3 separate regions of the Macaca mulatta genome follow, and all the other regions are linked to region 2. Evidence: chromatin contacts called from public Hi-C data. All regions are on one chromosome and are shown on one strand. The core of a region is the stretch at or near the end of the contact, and the rest is flanking DNA. Distances in the headings are between cores, read along the strand shown. Region 1 overlaps LOC144340793 (a long non-coding RNA gene). Region 2 holds the start of IVNS1ABP (influenza virus NS1A binding protein). Region 3 holds the start of SWT1 (SWT1 RNA endoribonuclease homolog).

What was found. A called contact is a pair of places that touch in the nucleus more often than the background predicts.
Region 1: a contact with region 2 is called in a Hi-C map of CD4 T cells, with 2.8 times the contacts expected there. The contact joins the enhancer-like site here to the promoter of IVNS1ABP in region 2. A contact is called at or near these places in 2 of 14 Hi-C or Micro-C datasets (CD4 T cells and liver).
Region 3: a contact with region 2 is called in a Hi-C map of fetal cortical plate, with 3 times the contacts expected there. The contact joins the promoter of SWT1 here to the promoter of IVNS1ABP in region 2. A contact is called at or near these places in 2 of 14 Hi-C or Micro-C datasets (fetal cortex germinal zone and fetal cortical plate).

Annotation. Positions count from the first base shown.
Region 1 is chr1:43,015,020-43,017,719 of T2T-MMU8v2.0, forward strand. The region is part of intron 2 of LOC144340793 (a long non-coding RNA gene); the gene reads right to left. Among named protein-coding and RNA genes, the nearest start is that of HMCN1, 160 kb to the right of the region's middle. Within about 2 kb of position 1,397, at least 12 of the 40 cell types and tissues checked have an H3K27ac peak or open chromatin away from gene starts, as enhancers often do. A contact at or near this core is called in CD4 T cells, where this site is marked.
Region 2 is chr1:42,767,599-42,770,298 of T2T-MMU8v2.0, forward strand. It overlaps IVNS1ABP (influenza virus NS1A binding protein), which reads right to left and starts at 1,404. Exons shown (of 15, transcript NM_001265910.1): 1 at 1,155-1,404.
Region 3 is chr1:42,615,072-42,617,771 of T2T-MMU8v2.0, forward strand. SWT1 (SWT1 RNA endoribonuclease homolog) reads left to right here and starts at 1,292. Exons shown (of 19, transcript XM_028851396.2): 1 at 1,292-1,372. TRMT1L (tRNA methyltransferase 1 like) reads right to left here and starts at 1,139. Exons shown (of 15, transcript NM_001260768.1): 1 at 686-1,139. The coding sequence starts at 926.

The DNA.
Region 1 (2,700 bases), core at 147-2,646, 250 kb after region 2:
TCTTTGGCTTCATTTTAACACTGTCCTCGAAATCACCTCAGAATGGTACCTGGGATCTCCATTGACTTCCTGATTTTACTTTGGTTGCTCTATAACTACCCTCCCGCTCTGAGCAGCTTGGCCTAAGTTTTCTCTTTATCTCTTTCTTCATTTTCTTTCTTTTCACCCACCTGCCTGCCCTTCCTTCCTTCCTTCCTTCTGCCTGCCTGCCTGCCTATCTGCCTGCCTTGCCCCTGCCATAATTCATACCTAACCTCACAGGCTCTTTCAGAGCTGTTAAGTAAAATTCTGTAAGTAAAAACTCTCTGTATAATTTTTTTTCACCTGCTGCTCAACCCACCTAGTGACCCAGAGCTCCAATTTCTCATAAGAGTTGCCACTACCTCTCTCGATTAAATTTCCAGGTTCATATTTTTGCACAATTGTTTTCTATAAACATGCATGAACACAAATAGGATTATTTATGAGATTTATTTCAGTCAAATTACTCTGATTCCAACCAATCTAAAGACATGTCCAACTTACCCATGGTTTTGGACAAGATGGGGTGGAGGGGACAGTAAACCATGTTTTTTATTATATCCTGTCTTTGACAGATATTAGGAGACTAGACCAGTATGGAGTGATATGACCTTATTAGTAATTTTTTCTTGGGATGCTTGTCATATTGTACAGAATCTCCTCTTGATCTTTCTAATTTTTTTGTAATCCATGCAAGCTGTACATTTCCTTGTAAAAAATTGATATTTGGGAAAATATTTTTATCCTGAGAAGTTCCCAGAAATAGAGATTTTTTTGAATCTTATGAGCTATGAGACATTTAACCAAAGAAAATTTTCAAAAACTATTTTAAATGGATACTCCATATATATTGTGCTTAATTTTTCAAGAGACATAGTATTAGGAGCACTTTTGACCAAATATCTGCTGTTCTGTTGATAACCTTGAAGCTGACCTCTTTCCTATTAAATAATTAGCATTTGGAACTTTTATATGGATAAATAAAACTGCAGTGTCACTTTCCATTTAAGCAATATTTTTCATTTCTTTGGCACTTCTAGCCACTCTTTTTTTTTTTTTTTTAACTTGTGTCCTTGAGGTAGTCATTCATTTTGGATCTTAAATATCAAGATTTCAGCATTTGTCCTTTTAGAGACTGTGTCATAAGGCTGAACTCTAACACTTGAAAATTATTAGAGTTTACCACTTTACAGCTGTTCTGATAGTTCATCACTGCTTGGCTTTCAGCTTGCTCTATAAATTCAGGTATTTAATACCTGACTCTGAACAAAACTGTTTTGAAGTGTTTTAGCAACCAAACAAGCCATGCAATGAGAAAGAGATGCAGACGACTCGCTTGTGGTTATGGTTGTCAAGGAAACCATTTCCGTATATAGTGTTTGACAACAGCCATGTTTTTTTAAAGGCCATAAAAACAAAGCTTGTCCAGAAGCATGAAGAAGAAAGCATACAAAGAAATAAGCCACAGCCAACTAGAAGTTATGAGAATGCATTAGATGCAAAATGCTAGATATCAATTGATGAGATATTTTGTAACATAGAAATAAAACTCAAGAGGGATAACATGTTGAAAAGTGTGGCAGCAAAATGCCCTTGTTGAAGCGAGGTCAAAGTCTCAGTATGTTCTCAAAATATACTGTGTGCATTTTTAGAGGAATTGTTTAATTAAACAAACAGCTTCATCTTTGCCATACACAAACTCATGGAATGGAATTTAAACAGCTTTGATAACATAATCAGTGGGAGGTTTGAATATATTGCCCAGCAATAGACTACACTGCTAGAGCTACAAAAGCTGAAGGAAATGGAGAGCTCATTTGGTAGTTTTGTCTAGTTTATGCTACGTTTCGCTTTAAAAGAGGAATGAACTGTGGTGCATAGTGATGCTGAAGATCTTTATGGAGGAAAAAAGATCCTAAAATGTTGATTATGGATAAAGTCTATTTTGAATGCTCTTTCTCAAGGTCTATACATATAGAGGAAAACCCCAAGGAGGAAAAGATGGCTGGGCATGGTGACTCATGCCTGTAATCCCATCACCTGGGGAGGCTGAGGCAGCAGATCATTTGAGGTCAGAAGCTCAAGACCAGCCTGGAGAACATGGTGAAACCCTCTCTCTACTAAAAAAAAAAAATAGCTGGGCATGAGCTATTATGGGTGCATGCCCATAATCCCAGCTACTCAGGAGGCTGAGGCAGGAGAATCACTTCAACCTGGGAGGTGGAGGTTACAGTGAGCCAAGACCATGTCACTGCACTCCAGCCTGGGCAAGATGGTGCATGCCCATAATCCCAGCTACTCAGGAGGCTGAGGCAGGAGAATCACTTCAACCTGGGAGGTGGAGGTTACAGTGAGCCAAGACCATGTCACTGCACTCCAGCCTGGGCAACAGAGTGAGACTCTGTCTCAAAAAAAAAAAAAAAAAAAAAAGTAAAAAGTAAAGAAAGAAAAGAAAAAAGAAAAAATGATGTTGGTTTGACATTGCAGCTTTTATTCTAAAATATGGATTCCCATTCATAAAATGTGAAACATAAAGCACGAAAGATGCGGCAAAAGTGGAACTGTAAGGTGCATGATTCTATACAGAAAGGGGTAAATGGAGCCTACTCTGAAACTATCCAACCTACAAAAAAAAAAAGGTGGTTTAAAAGATATATGATTTGACATGTTGGAAATCAG
Region 2 (2,700 bases), core at 154-2,653:
AGGCTTCCAGAGTTGTCATCTATTAGTAGACAGAAGATCACAACACAACGAATAGCTTGACGCCAAGGTGTTCTAAAGCTCCATCACTGCAACAGACATGAACAAAATGCGCCCTCTTGGACATCTGCATTTCTCCTTGAAATGTCAGCTGCCTCAAACCAATAGATACGTCCACTACGGACCGGGGCGGGGGGCGGGGGAAGTAAATGTAGTTCTCAACTAGTGGTTCAATTTACCCTAGGTTCAACCCTCAGCCTGATACCTTCCTATCTATCATCAAGAGCTTATAATCAGAGACACTTAACCAAAAGCGTGGAGGGACGGAAAAAGAGCAAATCTTGCCACTTATTTCTTTCATAAAAAAGAAAAAGCGTCCCAGGCCTTCCTCCGCGCGCGGTCAGGCCCGCGCCCACTCCGAAGGCTGCTAGGCGAGGCCCCCAGCGCCCGCACACCCCCGCCCGGGATTGGCCAGCCCTGCAGTCACTCAGTACCGACACGTCAGGGCAGCCGCTCCCTCCCTCCTCCCGCCCCCTTCTCCCCGCGCTTGGCAAGAAAAGCGGGCAACGTGGAGCGGGAACAAAGGACCCCGCGGCCCACGGCGATCGGGGACTCCGTGCCACCCTACTCCAGGCCCGGGGCTGGCTGCCCGCCCACACGCGCCAAGTCCTGGGAGCTCTTCCAGAAGAGAATCCCACACCCCAGGCAAACCCAAGGAGAGGCGTCCGCTCCTGACAGCAAGAACGGGGAGTCCCGCGCCCTCCTTCCGGCTGGTCATCCCCTCCCGGCGGCGCCCTAACCAGGCCTCCCAAAACCCTTCGAGCAAAAAACTCTCGTTCCTCCCAGCCTGCCTCCCCCGCGCCAGTGCAGAAAAGGGGTTCGAGCCTCCGCGCTCTCCGAGGCGGCCAGCGCCCGCTCTCGGCCGCCAACGCGACTCGGCAACCATGGCAGCGCTGGAGCGCCGGCCCAGCGCGGCGCGGGCTTCACGTCCCAGAGGGCGGCGGCGGCGGCGGCCGCCGCTTGGGGCTGCCTCCTCTGATGAGGACACCGCTTCCGCGCCTCCTACCCTCTTCCCATCCGCCGGCGCCATCCCCTCATCTCGGATTCTAGCCGCGCCCTGTCCCTCATCTGCCGTTCGTAGAACCAGCGCGTATTACCTGGTTCATCTCTGAAGAGATGGAAACATTCATCTCTAGAGCTTCGATGGGAAGCAGGAGGAAGCGGGCGGGAATCAGCCCAACGGAAGGCGCCAGGAGGCGGCGGAAGGGGGGAGCGGTCAAGTAGAAGGACAAGGGTCCAGTCCGTGGAGACTGAGAGGAGTGGGGAGCGCCACCGAGAACTCGCGGGAACTCGCTCGCTCGCCGACACAGCCGCGCCGAAGCAGCAGGCGCAGAAACTGCGCTCAGCAGCTCTGAGCGACCGACCTCCACGCGCCACCGGGAGACACTGCCTCTGCCGCCGCCGACCGCTCGCGCCGCACCCCCTTGCACGTCACCACGTGCGCCGCCGCCGCCAACCCCTCCCAGCCCGCTTCCGTCTCGAATCCATCTGCAAATCACAGGCGAGCCCCATAAAGATCCCGCTCTAGGCCCCGCCTCCGCCCGCGGCCCCGCCCACATCCCGCCCCGCCCTCCTCCCTCTTCGACTGGGGTTCCTTCTTTCTCGGTGCAACTAGGTCAGCGCAAGGTGATCTGAGGAGATAGGCGGCGCTCGGGGGGCGCCCTCGTTCTTTATCGCGCGTTTGTCCCTCCCTCCGTTTCTTGCCCCACACCCTCACTTCGTCCAGTGCGTTGCCTGTCCCGGAACTGGTTCCCTCCAGCCGCCCTCACCTGTTCTGACTTCCCCTCGAGGCACAATAGCCTGAAAGATCAGACGTGGGAGATTAGATTGCTCGGCGTCAGACCTACTTCTAGGCAACCCCCTAGACTGCAGCTGCTCGCCGTGGACATTAGGATCTAGCTGGGCATGAGTCCTTAACTTTGGGGTCGGGGGGAAGTGGCGTGTGCGGGGAGGAGGCTTGCAGAGTGTGAGAAAGAAAAGAGGCACTCTCAGAAGAAGTCGAACAACTAACCCCTCATTTGGCCTGGTTTGGGTGAGAAGATTGAGTCACTTGGGGAAAAAAACAATTGGAGAAGTCAGAGAAGGTATAATACTATCAGTGGTGCCACAAACACCAGTTTACTTCCAGTTTTCACCACCCCCCCGCCCCGGGTTTGTTTTGTCTGCGTGCAGCTCTCCTTTTGTTGGAGACGCTGAGTCAGTTCTCTACTGGTCTTGCCCTCTTCCGGAAAAACAAAACAGGCCTGAGAAGTGGTAGTTCCTATCCTAACCTCCTGGGGCCCTTTAGACCAGGTGCCAGACTTCATTATCCACACCACCACCTTGCCCAGGAGGGAGATCTGTGAAAGCGAAACGTGATTTAAGCTGGGATCTGGCAGCAACTTCGTGGACTCTGAAGGGCAGGCAGGAAAGGTTTTTTGATTGAAGGAGCGGGATGTAGTGAGGTAAAATTATATCCAAATTAGAGTTTGGTAAAGGCTTCCAGGTTAATGTCCTGTTACGCTTATCCTGATTTGTGGAGGACACTTAAGCTGTCTAGGCCTAACTTTGTGTTTGATCACTCACCTAAATTTGTAGACATTCTAGGAGCTCTTTGTCAATACCTCTTCCCGTTTTTATCTTTATTTATGCTTATGGAAGCAG
Region 3 (2,700 bases), core at 42-2,541, 150 kb before region 2:
ATTGAGAAGCACAATAATATGGGCCATTAATTCTCAACAGTCTATTTCTGATGGAATGGAGTACAAAACTCAATTGGTATTTATGTATGGGTGAAAACATCCATAAATTTAGTCGATTCTTTTCTAAACTACTACTCAGCCTCAAAATCTCTTCGGAAGCAAGCTGCCCATAGGGGGGAAAAAACTGAAATGAGAAAAACTCATCTCCTTGTGTACGTCGAAGCAGAAAAGCTAGTTGACAGTAATGGTTTATAAATGTTGGCAGCTAGGATCCACTACCGTAAACAGGTTGCCTCGGTTACTATGTCACATTTCAAAGAACCTAGTTAACCACGGTAGTCTGGACTGTGGGAAACTACCAAATTATGTGTAACTTCCTATTTTTGTACCTTAAAAAGATTCCCTTTTACGAAAAAGCCCTTAACCTCATTATTTCCTTCTATCTGCAGCATTCCTGCCCTCCGCATATCCCTCACCGTGACATCCTCGTGGCTTATGAAGATGCCGTCTCCCACTCTGTACCCTTGTTTTAGCCGCTACACGGGCCTCTCTTCCCTCCCCTCCATTTCCCTAAACCTGCCTTGCCCCATAAAAACCATCCCGGTGAAGAAGGGTCTCCCCTACTTCCCAGCAAGGCGCACTTTCTCTTTTCTGCGGCAGAAAGATCTGGGCCTCCTGCACTTACTGCTTTTAGCCTCCTCAGGGGCAGAGGCTAGGGACGGGGACAGGGCCGGAGCCTGGGCCAGGGCAGGGGCTGGGGCTGGAGCCGAGGCCGGAGTCGGAGCCGAGTCCAGAGCCGAATCCGGGGCCGGAGCTGGGACCCCAGCCGAGTCCCGGGCCGGGGTCGGGACCTGGACCTGGACCTGGGCCACCTCCACCTCCTCCTTCTCCAGGGGCAGCAGCTCCTCCTCCGCCATATTCTCCATAGTTACCGCCTCCGTGCCAGGCCCGCCCGGGGACCCGGAGCGGGGCTCACGGCGGGGTCAGAGAACTGACGTGAGTGCCCACTGGGCTGGATCCAAGGAGTAGGGAAGCAAGTGGGGAGGGCGGGATGCGTGCAACAGACAAAAGATGAAGAACCAGTGACCAAATCCTGTTAGTAGAAAATAGCCACAGGGTGCGACTCCAGATGCCGTCCGCTTCCCTTTCCCCGAGGCGTTACCACGCCACCACAAACTGCGCAGAAGCGTACTGGGGACGGCGTCCAATTGGGTAAGAGGGTTCAGTTTCTACGGTGCGTCTCCTTCCCACCGGCCAACCCCCAGACCGAACAAAGACTACAGCACCCAGGGTACACTGCGCAGCCTGGGGCGGGGCCGACGAGCAAGCCTTGCAGGAAGTAAATGCAAATCTAAGCAAAAGCTGCGGAGCGGTGGGTAGACACGCTGGATCTGGGCGCAGAACTACGTTTCCCAGCGGGCATACAGTTGGTGGGGCGGGGTGTGTCGGGGGGTGGGGGTCCCTCTCCTTTGGCCTGGGGCTTCGGAGTCGCCACCGCAGCCGGCGCTGGTAAGGTAGGAACTGGGGGGGGCGGGGTACGTTGACGTTTTGCTGGGCAGGTTCCCGCTCGTCCCCCGCCCCAAGTATCCTGGCCGGCGGGCGGCCGGCCGGGCTGAGCACTCAGGAGTCACCCGGACCTGGGCGGGGCAACTCTATGGGCGGATCCGAGGACGTCTCAGCTCCGTGGAGGGTGTGGTTCTGGCCCGGCTTGCCTCCGGGGCTGCCCTTTGCCCAGTGTTGGGGTCTGGTCGGTTCGTGCGGAGCCCGCGGGCCGCGGCGGTTTACTAGCAGCTGACGAGCTTGCCCGTCCTTCCAGCTGACTTGGAGTTAGGGTCTGTTTTTCATTTCGCACCCTCATGTACACCGTGACCTGAACGCTCTTTTCCTTTGTTTTTATTTTTGCTTTAGTCTTCCTGTTGCCAATATCAGCAGTTCTGCGGTGTGACCAGTGGATAGAAATTAGTTGTTTTGCTCTATTTTGCTTTGTTTTCAGGCTTTTAGTAACCAGAGCTCTGAGTGGGTAGAGCTTCGGGTCATTTGATTTTGATGCGTCTCAGATCCCCAAAGCATATGCTAGTGAGTCCCCTGTCCCCCATACTTCTCTCTGCTTCACTCTTAGTGCCTACTTGACATTCGAGGCTGTCTCGTTCCTTTCTTCTGTCCCCCCGATAAATCCACTGGGACAGGAAGGAGAAAAACGTGAACTTTCTGGCTCCCCTGCTTGGGTTTGGTCCGAACCTTCTAGGCAGCAGGGCAGGAGAGGGAGCCCAATTTAGTCTCAAGAACAAGACGCGTGCTTGCAGTTAGCTTTTCTTAGTTAATGAAGTTGATAAACGCCAGTCTTCTTGGTCTATTTGTTACCTACTTGTTTCAGAACCCCGGGGAAGAGATAGCATCATTATTTGGCACTTGGAAGCACTAACTGGAAGTTAACTCCTCCCCCTGTAGTTTAAGAAGTATATATAATGGAGGGGTGTGTGTGTGCGTTTAACCTCTCGCCAGTTTAGTGGGAACAGATGATCCCCGTGAAGCTTCTGTGAGTTATAGGCCTAAATCCCTTTTACTGATCTTCCCGCACAGCTTTTATCTAGTATTCCTGAATGTATAGTTGACTCATGGCTCAACAGTCAATTAAAAACGGGATAACACTGACTATAACTTACGGATATGCTAACTATATCTGTGCATCATCCAATAATT